Linked DNA regions of Mus musculus: region 2 is linked to region 1. A link is a contact called in public promoter capture Hi-C data. All regions are on one chromosome and are shown on one strand. The core of a region is the stretch at or near the end of the contact, and the rest is flanking DNA. Distances in the headings are between cores, read along the strand shown.

Region 1 (2,700 bases), core at 90-2,589:
GGGCTCTACTAACTGGCTCACTGGGGCAGTGTCTACCCTATTGTAGTTATGAGGACACCACACCAGGCCTGGGGTCCAAGCGTTTTGGAGGAGAATTACTGGTTTCTCTTAAAGACTGGGGATTGAGGTCCAAGAGTGAGGGCTTGTGGAGCCAACTGGTTGCCCTTAAACTGGGTAGGTCATAGTTGAGAAAGGAAGTTGGGGGCAGAGTCTAAACTACCCTTGTGGGTCACACTTCAGGGCACAAATAGATGGCAGTGCTTTGAAGCAGGCACAATCAACCATGCAAAGACAATGTCTCCACCATGGCATGCCAACATAGACATTCACCTTGGGTCCCAGTGCCTGGATTCCCTGGACACATGCATACAAGGGCTGGTTTTAACCCATACACTCCATGTCCGCACTGTGAGCCCATATGGGCTGAAGATCTCAAGGCAAGAGTCGGGCAGGATGAGCTCTGGGCCCTTTTAGCCTTTGGGTCTTCACCCAGAAACCCCAGGAAAAGAGACAGTGAGAAGGGTGGGGGCAGGAAGGAGATGTAAGGAGAGACTCCCCTCCCAGACAACAACCACCAGGCGTGAGAGGGGGGTGTGTCTGTGAGGTTATGCAGGGGAGATGGTGTCTCCGCGGGAAATGGGATGGAAGATTGTAGCCAAGTTCAGCCCTGCTGGTGTGGGTCCGTGTAAGCGCGTGTGCCTGGATAATGTATGCTCGGATCGCAGAGCTTACCTGGCATTGTGACAAGGAGAAGAGGAATGGGAAGGTGGAGGGTGAGAGGTGGAAGGACAGACAGACAGACAGAGGGAGGCAAGCGAGGTAGGTGCGGAAAGAAGGCTAGGCTAACACCCGCTGGCTTGTCTGTCTGTCTCGCACTCCTTCTCTGTCTGGCGCACTCGCGGGTCGCGCTTCGTCCCCTCCCCCCGTCGCGCCTGAATCCGACTGGAGCCGGGCCTCCACCCTGCACCTTCTTCTAACCCTCAGCCAACTTGCTGGGTGCATGCCAGTCCTAAAGCGGGCAGTCTGTCTGTCCACGTCCCCCACGACGCACAAAGTTGGGACGCTTAGTCCTGGGGGCGGGGCGGACGCGCGGAGCCCCCTGGCATGCAGTGTTCTTCGTGTCCCGGACCCCGCACCTTGGCTCTGCCACCCTTACCTTCCTAAGGAGCCAAGGACCAAAGAGCAAGAGGAGCCATTCCGGGAGCAGCCGCATCTTCCCGAGCGGTCGAGCGGGTCGGGCAGGGCGGGTCCCGAGTCCGGCAGGACTGGGCTCAGGGTGAGGGACGCCGGGCAGAGGGCGGCGGCGCGAGCAGCGGGAGCGGGCGGCTCGGCCCGCGGACTGAGCGCGGAGCGGAGCAAGGCGCTGGGGGCGGGGCGCGGGCGGGGGAGAAAGTTGGGTCTGAGTCGGGCGGGCGGGGTGGGGGGGCGGGGCTCCGCGGTGCTCCAATCCCGGCCGCGCCCCGCGCGCCCCCTCCCGCCCAGCTGGGGGCAAGGAAGGTGACTTTCACCGTGACACACCCTGGACACACCCCTGGCTCAGGTGTGAAGCTGGAGAGGGGCAAGGGGTTTGGGGAGCAGCACCCCAAAGACGCCAGGTCTTGGGGCAGATGAGGGCTACAATAGGGCGTGGGACTCTAGGCCCTGAACTGTGAGCGGGAAGGGGTCGTCGCGGAGCATGAGTTCCCATACACAGGCTAGGGAACGCAGCAGGACCCTGTCCTGTGATGCCCGAGGTGGATGGGTGGGGGGTGTTTCTATAATCCTGGCAGAGGTAGGTCTAGGGCAGTGATCCGGACAGGGACCGAGGTGAGGGCGGGCGGGGCCTCGGGCGACTAGCACTGAGCGCGGCGCTGACGGGGATGGATGGGCGCCCCGCGGCTCATTCGGCCTGGAGATGAGAATCATTGATCACGGACGGAAACCCCATCACGTCTGTCAATAGGGCTGACAAACGGCGCCCGCCGCCCTGTCCCCGCCCCGCGGCACCTCTGCGGCCCCCGGACCCCTTGGCTAAACCGGCTCTTTTAAGTTAGCCCCTGATCCGCACTGTTGACCCTGGCCTGATCCAGAGCACCCTTGTTTGGTGCTAGGCAGGAAGTCCTCAGTGCCTTCTGCCCCTCTTGGTACGAGCCCTGTGCTTTCTCTCCCACAATCCCATCTTCCACTCTCAGCTCTTCTCATCCCGTCCCCTTCCCTGTCTATCTCTGTCCTTGTCTCTCTCTGTCCCCAGCTCCAGCACGGTCTCTGTTCTCATCCTCAGGGCTGTTTCTTCGTGTTTCCTCCTCCCACTGGTCTTTCTCTCTCTCCCCTACCCAGGGAGTCTTCAGCTGTCAGCTGTTGCTATGCGCTGTGTCTGAGGCTGAGTAGGTAGTATGACCAACACCTAGACAGCAAGAGATAGGACCATGCAAAGAGATGAAGAGACAGACACACATCCCAAGGTGTGTCTCCAGTCTTACCCCACTGTAATAGTACCCTGCTACACTGTAGCAGTGAGGCCACTTCACATACAGACCAGCATACACAGAGGCACATAAGCACACAGAGACGGACACACATGATTTATACACACAGTAGCATACAGTGATATACAGAAACAGCTAGGTACCCAAAGTACCTCTTGCCTTGACAGAGGCAAATACCCACAGGGACACACACACACACACACACACACACACACACACACACACACAGGCAATC
Region 2 (2,700 bases), core at 67-2,566, 1.1 Mb after region 1:
CATCCCTAGGATAAAGGCAAGAGGGAAAACACACTCAAGTCTACTTTCATGGCACTAAAATCTAAGAAGGAATCTCTGTCAAAGGCCAGAGGGTCTTTGTGAGGCTCCAGAGACTTAGACTTCTAGCCTGAGGCTGACGGGGACAAAGTCAGATTTGGGAAACTCATTCGTTTCCCCTCTCAGCCTCGGAAACCCCAGTGAGGGAATTTCAAATGCCTGGGACTTCCAAGAAATCTCAGACTGTCAAAGCCAAGAATTAAGGCTGCTCTCAGGTATCAGAGACATTTTCTTGGTCAAAGCCATCGTAGATTGGCTGAACCTTCTGGGAGCAAAGCTAAATCGTGAGGTCCACAGCAAAGCAACTAGGAGGTGGAGAAAGGGCAGAAAGGCGGGGAAGGGATGGGGAGCAGTCCCACTAAGCTGAGCGGTCTCACACACCGAAAGAGACCGGCCCTCTCCTGGATCCCTTGAGTGGTTGCCTCTGGGGAATAGCCTGGAGCTCTGCAAGCCGCTGCACTTCTCTGAAAGGGATATCTTTCTCCAGCTTTCTCTTCTTGACCATGGGCTCCAGGTGGCAGGATGCTAGCCTGCTATCAGGGACCAGTCAGTGCACGAGCAAAGAAAGACTGCCACCCCCGGCTCTTCTCTATTGTGGGCAGGAGGCTGAGGCCCCTCACATGTCGGTTCCAGGCTGAAGCATCTGCCGTCAAAGCTCTTCTTCCCATCTCAGGTCTTTCTACTCTCCATTCCCACCCAGGCCTGTTTCGGTATTCCACCCCTGGCTGCTCTACCTCTGTCCCCAAGGCCTAATCAAGATGTCACCACAAGCTCCCACTGTCCAAGTCACGGTCTTCGCTTAGCAACACCAAGCACCCTTTCCCATCCTCCCCAAGTGTAAGGAGGAACGCCCCCTCCCCCCCCCCGCTATACACACAGCCCCCGTCCTCTCCCTCTCCTCAGGCTTGGGAGTTGTTACTGAATTGGTTCCCTAGCCCCATCACCCCCCTACCCCCCCTCCGCTAGCCGCCTTCTGCCTGAACTTACATTATCCTTCCCTTGCCGGTGAGACCCTGGGGTGCGAACGCGGCCGCCGCCTTGGAAACGGCGAGGGAGTGCGGGTGGTGTGTGCATGTCTGCGTCTCGGTGGCAGGCAGGGGTGAGCCCAGCCACTCACCTTCCAGGAAGCGTGGATTCCTGGAAGTGAGGGGAACCGCCGTCATTTCGCAGGCAGTGGCAGCCGCACGGTGAGCAGGGGCCCACGGCTGCAGCCGGCAGAACCGCTCAGCCCAGGGTGTATGTGCTGAGAGCCTCGTGTGTATGTGTGTGTGTGTGTGTGTGTGTGTGTGTGTGTGTGTGTGTGAGAGAGAGAGAGAGAGAGAGAGAGAGGGAGAGAGAGGGAGAGAGAGGGAGAGAGAGGGAGAGAGAGGGAGAGAGAGACAGGAGAGAGAGAGAGAGAGAGAGAGAGAGAGAGAGAGAGAGAGAGAGAGAGAGGGAGGGAGGGAGGCGTGGATGCGCTTGGGGAGGGGGCAGGAGAAAACGTACCAGTGTGTGTGTGTGTGTGTGTGTGTGTGTGTGTGCGCGCGCGCGCGCTAGGCTACAGCATCCCTTTTCCAAGACAGTGGAGAGGTGGGAATGGGGGTGCACAGGGAGTGGGGGTGCAGAGGGAGGGTAGGCAGATGTGTTTGCCCTCCTGCCCAACAGACAAAGAGGAGCTACAAAACAAATGCTTGAGAGGGGGGCAAGTGTATGTGTGTGTGGTGTGTGTGTGTGTGTGTGTGTGTGTGTGAGAGAGAGAGAGAGAGAGAGAGAGAGAGAGAGAGAGAGAGAGGAGAGCCGCAGGCTTGTGGGGAGGAGGAAGGGGGTGTCCCAGGGAAGGCCCAATCCTCTGCCAGCTAGGGAAGCCAAGGCCCCACAGGTCATGGGGCCCGGGACACAGGGGCAGCCTCCAGGATCTAGAAGTGGCAGAAGGCTCCTCCCCTAGCAAACTCAGGCTCCTTTCCATCTGCCTCTCCTTCTGACAATCCCCCTTCCCATCACTGACTAGTGGAGATCTGGGACCCTGAGCTTTTTCTAATCCCTGGTTGGGTCTCCCTGTCTTCCCTCTCTCCCGTGCCTCTGGGGCTCTGGCTTCAGGAGTCCTGGATGAATCCTGTCCTCTATCAGGAGAAGGCTCTTGCTCGCTTTCCTTCCAGAGGAACTGTTCACTGCTGAGCTGACCTACTTTGGAAGACTGCATTTTCTGATTCCAAGAATTTGGGATGGGAGGGGCCATGAAACTTTGGGCTGCCAATCCTTGCACCTCTCTCTCCTCAGGTTCTCTTAAATGTTTCAGGGCACCAGGATAAGCTCTGCTCCATTTGATTTGAGCAACTCAGTTTCTGTTTTCAGTGTCTGTGGTGGGTAGGGTGGAAATCTGTGCTGTAAATTAGTGGACTCTCGTTTCCCCCATTTCTTCCCATGGGAATTATCTGTACTTTTAGAAAGGAAGTTGGGGGGCGTGTGCTTTCAGAATCAGGTTCTATGAGATGGTAACATCCCTTAGTAGAACGAGAGGCCTCCTCTCTTTATCAGGTGGCCAGTGGGGGAGGCGGTGACCTGAGAAAGGGCCAGTAAAAAACCAGACACTGGGGACAACTCTCTGCTTTCGGATCAGCCCAGGAGAGGGATGGAGGTCAAAAATGGGTTCTTACATGCCCTATT

Evidence for each region. Promoter capture Hi-C pulls out the DNA fragments that hold promoters and counts their contacts.
Region 2: a promoter capture Hi-C map of embryonic stem cells shows a contact between it and region 1, with 6 read pairs. The contact joins the promoter of Ikzf4 here to the promoter of Nxph4 in region 1. A contact is called at or near these places in 2 of 39 promoter capture datasets (both in embryonic stem cells).

Annotation. Positions count from the first base shown.
Region 1 is chr10:127,533,220-127,535,919 of GRCm38.p6, forward strand. Nxph4 (neurexophilin 4) reads right to left here and starts at 1,340. Exons shown (of 2, transcript NM_183297.2): 1 at 1,157-1,340. The coding sequence starts at 1,213.
Region 2 is chr10:128,644,677-128,647,376 of GRCm38.p6, forward strand. It overlaps Ikzf4 (IKAROS family zinc finger 4), which reads right to left and starts at 1,317. Exons shown (of 8, transcript NM_011772.3): 1 at 1,045-1,317. The coding sequence starts at 1,131. It overlaps Gm26876 (predicted gene, 26876), which reads left to right and starts at 1,208. Exons shown (of 2, transcript NR_152728.1): 1 at 1,208-1,244.